Regions from separate parts of the Ovis aries genome. Here region 1 is linked to region 2. A link is a contact called in public Hi-C data. All regions are on one chromosome and are shown on one strand. The core of a region is the stretch at or near the end of the contact, and the rest is flanking DNA. Distances in the headings are between cores, read along the strand shown.

Region 1 (4,118 bases), core at 1,363-3,862, 130 kb after region 2:
GGCGGGAGGAGAAGGGGGCAACAGAGGATGAGATGGTTGGATGGCATCACCGACTCAATGGACATGGGTTTGAGCAAGCTCCGGGAGCTGGTGATGGACAGGCAAGCCTAGAGTGCTGCAGTCCATGGGGTCGCAACGAGTCGGACATGACTGAGCAACTGAACTGACTTACTGAAACTTGACAAGCTTTGATGATAGATTTCATATAATGGTTGGGGAGAGGAGGGTCAAAAATGACTGCCAGATTCTTGGCTGGTGCAATTGTATGGACATGATATCAAATCTTGAGATACTAATAATGAAGTCAGCAAGTTTGTGCATGGCATCTTGCTACATGCAATGAACAATATAGAAATTAAGATAAGAAGAACCGTCAGTTAGTGTTAATCATGTGCCAGCCACGGTATAGACACTTTACATACAGTAACAATTAATATACTATCAAGCCAAGCTTTCTGAGATGGAAAGGTCAGCTCATCACTAAGGATTTAATGGTCTGGTATAGCAACAGCGCAGACTGCTTTTACAGGAGAACATCAGAGAAGACAATGTGAGCAGGGAAACCATCAGAGAAGAAAGAGGATTCAAGCAGAGGTCTAAAGGTTGGGGGAGATTTTGTTGAGTGAAGCTCTGGGGAGTCAGGTCTGTAGATGGGTTTTAGGAGCCATGGAGACTCAGGCATGACGCCACCAGAAAGTACTTAGAAAAACAGCTCAGAAAAAGTTGGGTAGAAAGGGAGGGCCCAGATTATGAAGGACCTTGAAAGTCAGTCATTTGGATTTTATAGAGAGAAGACTTGACTATGAAAGGAACATGACACCACATGACTTTGGAAAACCTGTCTGGCAACTGGGGAGTGTGAACATGGGCAGGCTTGAATCTCAGAAGCTAGCTTATTAGCATTTGTATTAGCTGGGTAATAGGTCAGAGTTGTGAACTAGCTAGAAGGAAAAAAATCAACCAGATTTAGTTTCACTGAATGAAAATAGAAGAATGAGTCAAAGAAGACTAAACTTTGAGGATTGGAATCAAGGGAAAGATAGTTTTAAAGTCATAATCAGAGAGGGGTCAAGAGGGGGATATCCATAAACCTGTGATATTCCATTTACATGCAGCATGATACTAAGGATATTTAAAAATAGTGGTTTACCTGTTCAACCACAGAGATCATTTAAATTTCTAGAAAAATTATAGTAGATGATAGCCTGCAAGTTATGTATATGATGGATTTATACTGGAATGAAACGATAAGTATAAGATTCGAGGGGAATAAAGTACAGTATTCTATTAAAAGAAACAACCTACAAACCATTATGAAATATTGTGATTTTTAAATGAAATTGATAAAATCAAAAGAAACCATTACATTGCATTCCATCTGTCACTTCATTACAGATGCAGCGAACAATCACTTATAAACAATAGCGCCAAGGATTCAACCTTTCAGACTTTGTTCCTGCCTTGGTCTAGCTTTGTAATCATAACACAAGTTTTCCCAAAAAATTCAAAATGTTGTGTTTAGTGGAAGGAAAATGTGTGCTTTTCGTGTTTTCTAAACACCACATATATATATGTGTATATATATATACACAGAGTAACATTGACTGGGGAAGATAAATAAACTTTACTAACCTTTCTGTTCCTTTTTTGCTTTATCTCAGGGAACTTCAGCACCTCCACATTATCCTTTGTGGGGTTGCACCTGATGGCGCCCCTAGGATCACGTGACAAGTGTTTTCAACAGTAAACATCCTCTGGTTAATGGTTGCTTCATTAATGACGATCTGGACCAGTGCACGGTATTTGTCAAGTGGTGAGGAACCTTAGAGTCAGGTGACAGCACACCTAATCCTCTCGGGGGGCCTGCCAAGGGTGAAGCAGAGATATCAATTCCATTGTTCAGAATTCCTTAATTGAAGGTCCCCAGGAGCCTGAAAACTTGGAGAAAAGGTATATGAGCTCCAGTAAGTAACCACGGCCATAACAGATGTTATACAGGAAAACTGTGTTCGGGACACAAGCCTGTTTTGACTTTGACTATGCACTTGGGTTAACACGTTCCTCCTCACTAGTGAAAACCAGATGCAAATGTTTTGCAAGGTGTATTCATTTCCATGGCAGACATGGAATTGTTTGCCTTTAAAGATAGACAGATAGATAGATAGATAGATAGATAGATAGATAGATAGATAGATAGATAGATAGATAGATGCTTTGTCCAATGGGATAACGACTTCAGTTTCATGGACAACCTGGAGGTCTCCTGAATCTGCCCGAGTTTTGTGTTTTCCAAAGTATTGACAGTGCCACCGCGGGCTCTGGGCTGGCTAGGCTTAAAGGGTGTTCTCGGGGAGCTACCCCCTCTCTCTGCTCTGCCAATGATGTGCCACTTTGTCTGGGGGCTCTGACTGCTTTCTTCCGAGAGGGAAATTCCTCTTTCTTCAGTATGGATGCACTGTTTTCACACACCGCAAGTGCTGTGTTGCTGTGTCAGTCATCCTATGAGGGCCCGGTTCAGACGAGCAGCGCTGACGAGCTGGCTGGCGATTGGCTGCCCGCGGCGGGGAGGGATTTGTCGGAAGGAAGGGCTGCAGCTTACAGCAACAGAGTTTAGACTGTCTTTGCTTCATCATCTGAAGGCAAAATTTTCCAGATACGGCAGACGGCTCCCAGAGTACAATAAGCAGGGAATGAGAACTATTTACATGGAAATTTCTTCCTCAGGATGCAGCGAAGAAACCGCGGCCGCTTGATTCTACCAGATGTTCCTGGGGTTACTGTAACAGAGAAGGAGAGACAGAGCTAAACAAGGTAGGGAAATCGTCCCCCCGCCTCTCCTTTTTTTTTCCCCCCTGAATGTTTGAAGAGTTTGCTGCAGTGTGCTGCATTCCGTGTGTGTTGCTTCAGGAAGCCAGGGAAACCGGGTTCCACTAATTCAAATGAAATCCTTGCAGGGGGGGACCCTGGAGTTTTACGTAACGTTTTGATTTGAAAAAAAAAAAAAAAAAGAAAGAAAGAAATGGCCAAGCGTGAATCTCTGCCGCCTGTTTGGGGTGAAGCATAAAACGAGTTTTTATTTCAAAGAATAGGACCATTGATTACTCAACAGAAACCATTTGAATTCTTGGGGACCTTCTTCTTTTCTGGTTCTAGAAAAAAATTTTTTCAGACTGCCATAGTTAGCTCCCGAATAAATAAAGTTTGCGTTGATCCTAAGATTTGAAAACAGACTCGTGATTAAGGGGGGGCGAAAAAAACTTCCTGGTAAATAATTATGGATGAAATGTTTTTTAAAGAAAAAATACATCGACTTATGGGATATTAGGGACCTACCTAGCTCTCCAATGCCATGGCTTTTAATTGAGTTTCAAAAGCACATTTTAACAAGCCAGCTAGAGGTAGCTTTCTGACAAGTTTTCGATACTGTAGTTCAATGTTTACATTTCTTTTTCTGGCATGTCTGAGCCTTTGTTTCCAGCTTAAAAGTGGAACCATTATATTCAAAAGTAAAGCTGGGTTAATAATGCTTACTGCAATTATCTGATCTTTATGCATTTTTAATGAGAACACACAGCCAGCAGAATAATTTAATGAGGGCAGGCTAGCTTTTTAAAGCTGTGTTTTCACTGTGCCGAACCATATCAACTTTCTTGCCGAGAAGCAGCAGTGAGAAATGATGGAGAAGATTTATTTTTAACACACTTGGCCCAAGAGAAGGAAAGGATATATTTGTTAAAGAATTCTTTCTGCCCTTTTCCGTTTTAAATTTCTGCCAGGCATGAGGAAACTGTGCTTTTTTGTTAGGCCTCGGAAGCATATGTTTACAATAAATGTGTAACATTTTTAGAATAGTTAGCAAGCACTGAAGCGAAGGAAAAAAAAAATCTGACTAGCCTAACCACTACCATGGTGAATGTTCTTCAAGAAACACCGCTGGCCTTTGAAAAAGACAAAGGTTAAGTGGAAAGCTATTTGTTGATTGAGTAATATGTGCATTGTGAGGATAATAAAGTAAAAATAATAATAATAATAAAGAGGTTCTTAGAGCCTCTAAATAAGATGAAGTTTCTTCAGCCAGCTTGTCTGAGCAGTGGAAGTCCTCATTTAAATAAGGGCAT
Region 2 (4,081 bases), core at 1,440-3,939:
CAGGGATCGAACCTGCATCTTCTGCATTACAGGCAGATTCTTTACCATCTGAGCCTCCAGGGAAGCCCTTTTATTTCTCTACATGGTGAAATAAAAGACAAGCCACAGAAATTCCATGTTAGTAGGGAAAATAGTCCATGGGACGAAAACACCCAACTAAGAGACAAACAGAAAGCCAGAATGAATCTGTCATTCATTTATTTTTTAAAGGAACAGGAGGAGGAACTTTCTCTAAGCTGGGATGACAGCATTGGGGGCATGCAGCTGCACCTCCCAAGTATCTCGCCATAATTCCCAAATAGCTGGAAACCTTGTCCTGACAGCCTCGCGGCCTGTCAGAGGCCCATCGTTGTTTATCATACTCACGTTCAGTTACGCTTGGCATGTGCTCTAGGTCTGGAAACTCTGCCAGATACCATCTCTGACTGCAACTTGGCCGCCTCTGACTTAGTGGGTTTGATTAGCATTTGATTGGTATTTTATCATCAGTTCAAGAGTGGACATCATTTGGGCCTTCTTAGATAAGTTGAAGAGAGTGTTTTCATGAAACTGGAGTAGCCCTCCAGGCACCATGTTCAGAGGGAGAGCTCTGGGAAGGATGCTAATTTATTTTTGGCACTAGATCTGACTTTCTTCACTGGTGAATATAATAATCAGGCCAAATCCTAACTTTATGATAGCTGCCCTGAATCTGTATTGACTCAGTTTTCCTAATGCCTTCCTCCAAGTATGTGCAAGGTCCCATCCAAAGTCCTGGAAAATATGCTCAGTCCATCTCCTTTTATTGTTTCTAGAGAACTATCCTTATTTGGACAAATAGTTCAGACTGTCTTCCATAAAATCAGAGAATGGGATCATATAACCTCTAAGGTGTCTTTCAGTTTGTTTGCTTTGGGATTTTGAAATTTTCCATTAAATTGTCTGAGAGGCGGAGATGCTTCCCAGCCCTATGTGGGCAAAGCAATCCTTAAAATATTTTATAAGCTGAAGATCACAATGAACTAGAAGAAAGTCATAAGTCAATATCCAAACTAGACAGGACTGAAATGTCCACCCACTTCCTATCAATAAAGAAACAAACGAAAATGCCTTGAGGATTGATTCAGACTGAAAGCAAGTATGCCTGAAGCAAAGGATGAATGATAGAAAAAAAAGAAACACAAAAACAGAGCGGGGGAGGAAATTTTTGGAGGCAATGGATACGTTTATGGCATTGATTATAATGATGGTTTTGAGGGCACACTTACCTCCAGACACATCAAATTGTATTCATTAAATATCTACAACTTTTTATATGTTGATCTTACCTCAATAAAGCAGATTAAAATAATTTAAAGTTTCCACCAGCTCATTAAGTGGGACCTCAGGGACTTGTGCCAAAAAATATAAAAATGTTCATGTCTCCTGGAGCCTGACAGGCATGGATGAACCTGCTCAGTTTGTAGTGTTCATTTCTCAGCAACATTAACCGTGTATTTTGAATGGGCGAGATTGACTGGGAAATTTCACCAGTGATCAACATTTAAAACTTGAAGGCTTGTTTCAAAAACACAGCTTTGAAATAATTTGGTAGCCTCTGAAGAATATGACTGCAAGGAGATCAAACCAGTCAATCCCAAAGGAAATCAGTCCTGAATATTCATTGGAAGGACTAATGCTGAAGCTGAAACTCCAATCCTTTGGATGCAAAGAACTGACTCATTGGATAAGACCCTGATGCTGGGAAAGATTGAAGGAAGAGAGAGAAAGGGGACTTAAAAGGATGAGATGGTTGAATGGCATCACCAACTCAAAGGACATGACTTTGAGCAAGCTCTGGGAGTTGGTGATGGACAGGGAAACCTGGTGTGCTGCAGTCCATGGGGTCGCAAAGTCGGACACGACTGAATGACTTACCTGACTAATTGAAGAATATGTCAGGGGGTCCAGTATGCTGGTGCTACTAGGTGGGTGTGGAAGCTAGTCCCCCGTAGCTTTGTTTGATGAGAAATGCAGAGTCCCCCTGGGGAAGATGATCCCATAGTCTACTCCTGCTTAAGAAGAGCAGATACATGTACCCCATCTTCCCTATCCATTCATCTGTTGATGGACACCTAGGTTGCTTCCATGACCTGACTATTATAAATAGTGAACATTGGGGTACATGTGCCTGTTTGAATTATGGTCTTCTCAGGGTGTTGTACTCAGAATGTGAGAACTGAAAGGCACCACAGAGCCCACCTCAGTCAGTCCCTCATCTGAAAAATGAAGAACATCAAGACCCAACATGACCAAGTATCTGGTCCAGCCCCTTAGCTAAGGAATAAAAGAGCCAGGTATAGAAACCTGGTATTTGGAAGTCAGAAAGGGCCCCCCTTCCAAACTTGGCTGGATCTCTCCCTAGTGATACTTCCCTCACTAACGTCAATCCCCAATCTTCCCCCAGCTTCAGGTTCTTCATATTCGAAACAGGAGTGGTCCCCCTGCTTCTAAGAGCTCCTGCTCAGAGTGCATTTGAGTACATCCTTGCTCGGTCCCTTCTATGTTGAGAAGGCACTTGCTCTTTTCTCGCCCTCCGCTTCTCTTATCTTTTGTATTTAATCGAAGCGCCAAGAGGTCAGTGGTTTCCTTTTCTCACACGTGCTCTCGTTGCAGTCCGGTGTTGCATAACCTACTAGCTGAGGATACAGGTCCCCTGGGAGCCGCGGCGATGCGACGAGACTCGTGGGCGGGCGTCTGGCCAGCAGAGGGCAGCAGAGCTCGGGCCGGGCGCCCCCGCAGCCTGGTCGGCGCCCCGCTAGCCGCGCCGTTTCCCTTGGGGGGAGGTCGACCGAGCGCTCCTTGCAGCGTGTTCTTTCCAGTGGAGCATTTTTTCCTGTCTTATTCCAGCGAGGACACAGTGTTTTGGCAATTCTTGTTTAAGTCTCTGCTTTCTTTGGTTCGGTTTTGTTTGCGGGGTGATCACTGAGATTTATTAGACGTCTTCCTTGTACACCAGGCACCTAATAGTCATTTTTACAGTTATTCCCGATTTAGAAAGGATAACTGTTAATCGGATGAGTTGAGTAACGGGTAAGAAGCGAAGGCTTTTTCTAAACCAAGGATGGGGCTGGGATGAAGAAGGGGAAGGTATTTGATGTCACTGAGTCTGCCTCCCTTCTGTCCAAACACATTGGACATTTATGAAGTGCCCTATGTGAGCTGGGAGCTTTTATAAATGCAGGGGAAGAGGAAACAGGAATATGAAAAGTGTTTTTCTTAATTTTATATGGTTTCCCCCCCGCCCCCCCCCTGCTCTGAGCAACTGATCTGGGAGGAGGTAGGGCTTGTTAGGAACCAGAATCTCAGGCCACACCCCAAAACCACCGAATCAGAACCGACAGGTTTGCAAACTCCCTGGGGTGAATTTCCTGCACTTTCCAACGTGAGAAACGAGGCCCTGGAGGGCAGCCAGTCGCTGCCTTCAAATATTTGGAGGGCCAATATTTGAAAGAGAGAGCATATTTGTTTTGCTTTGCTCTAAAAGGCAGGTTTAGGTTTAATTAACGTAAGCCACAGGAGAAGGAGTTTTCCAAATCCTTAAGGAGCAGGGAGTTGGGAGTTGGACTTTGTCCCAACCTTACTAGCTTTCTAGTAGTCTCGCAGCTGAATTGACTTTGGAGGAGACCCGCTAAAGCACTTCTCTCTGATTCTCATTATCTATAAACTGGGGATGTTGGTATGTAAACAATTATAGCTGTTTTTTCTATAAATGAGGTAATGGCATTTGAAAATGATTTGTATATCTGAAAATTGTATTTTGTATATTGAAAATGCTATAAAATGTCCATTGTAACTTGTCACCATTTGCAGTGCCCAGGATGGGAAGTGTATTTCCCTGTGGGGGACTGAAGACTCGGGAAGAATTAATGGACAGTAGGAAAGGATTCAGGGAAGTCTGTTTGGGGCTCGTAAGAAATTCCACGGGGGGACAGAGGTGTTGAAGAGCTGGAAGGTGGAGCCAATGGCAAAATTAGAACTAAGCCAGAAGTTGACTCGTTGCATTTTTACTGTGTCATGAGGAAGACAGCCCCACCCATCCAGTCCCACGTCCTTCAAACTC

What was found. Hi-C and Micro-C count contacts between places; a contact is called where the count stands out from the background.
Region 1: a contact with region 2 is called in a Hi-C map of liver, with 3 times the contacts expected there. The contact joins the promoter of MBNL2 here to the enhancer-like site in region 2. A contact is called at or near these places in 2 of 16 Hi-C or Micro-C datasets (hypothalamus and liver).

What each region holds. Positions count from the first base shown.
Region 1 is chr10:73,751,476-73,755,593 of ARS-UI_Ramb_v3.0, forward strand. MBNL2 (muscleblind like splicing regulator 2) reads left to right here and starts at 2,613. Exons shown (of 8, transcript XM_060394207.1): 1 at 2,613-4,118.
Region 2 is chr10:73,624,047-73,628,127 of ARS-UI_Ramb_v3.0, forward strand. No RefSeq gene overlaps it. Among named protein-coding and RNA genes, the nearest start is that of OXGR1, 99 kb to the left of the region's middle. Within about 2 kb of position 2,690, at least 6 of the 54 cell types and tissues checked have an H3K27ac peak or open chromatin away from gene starts, as enhancers often do. A contact at or near this core is called in liver, where this site is marked.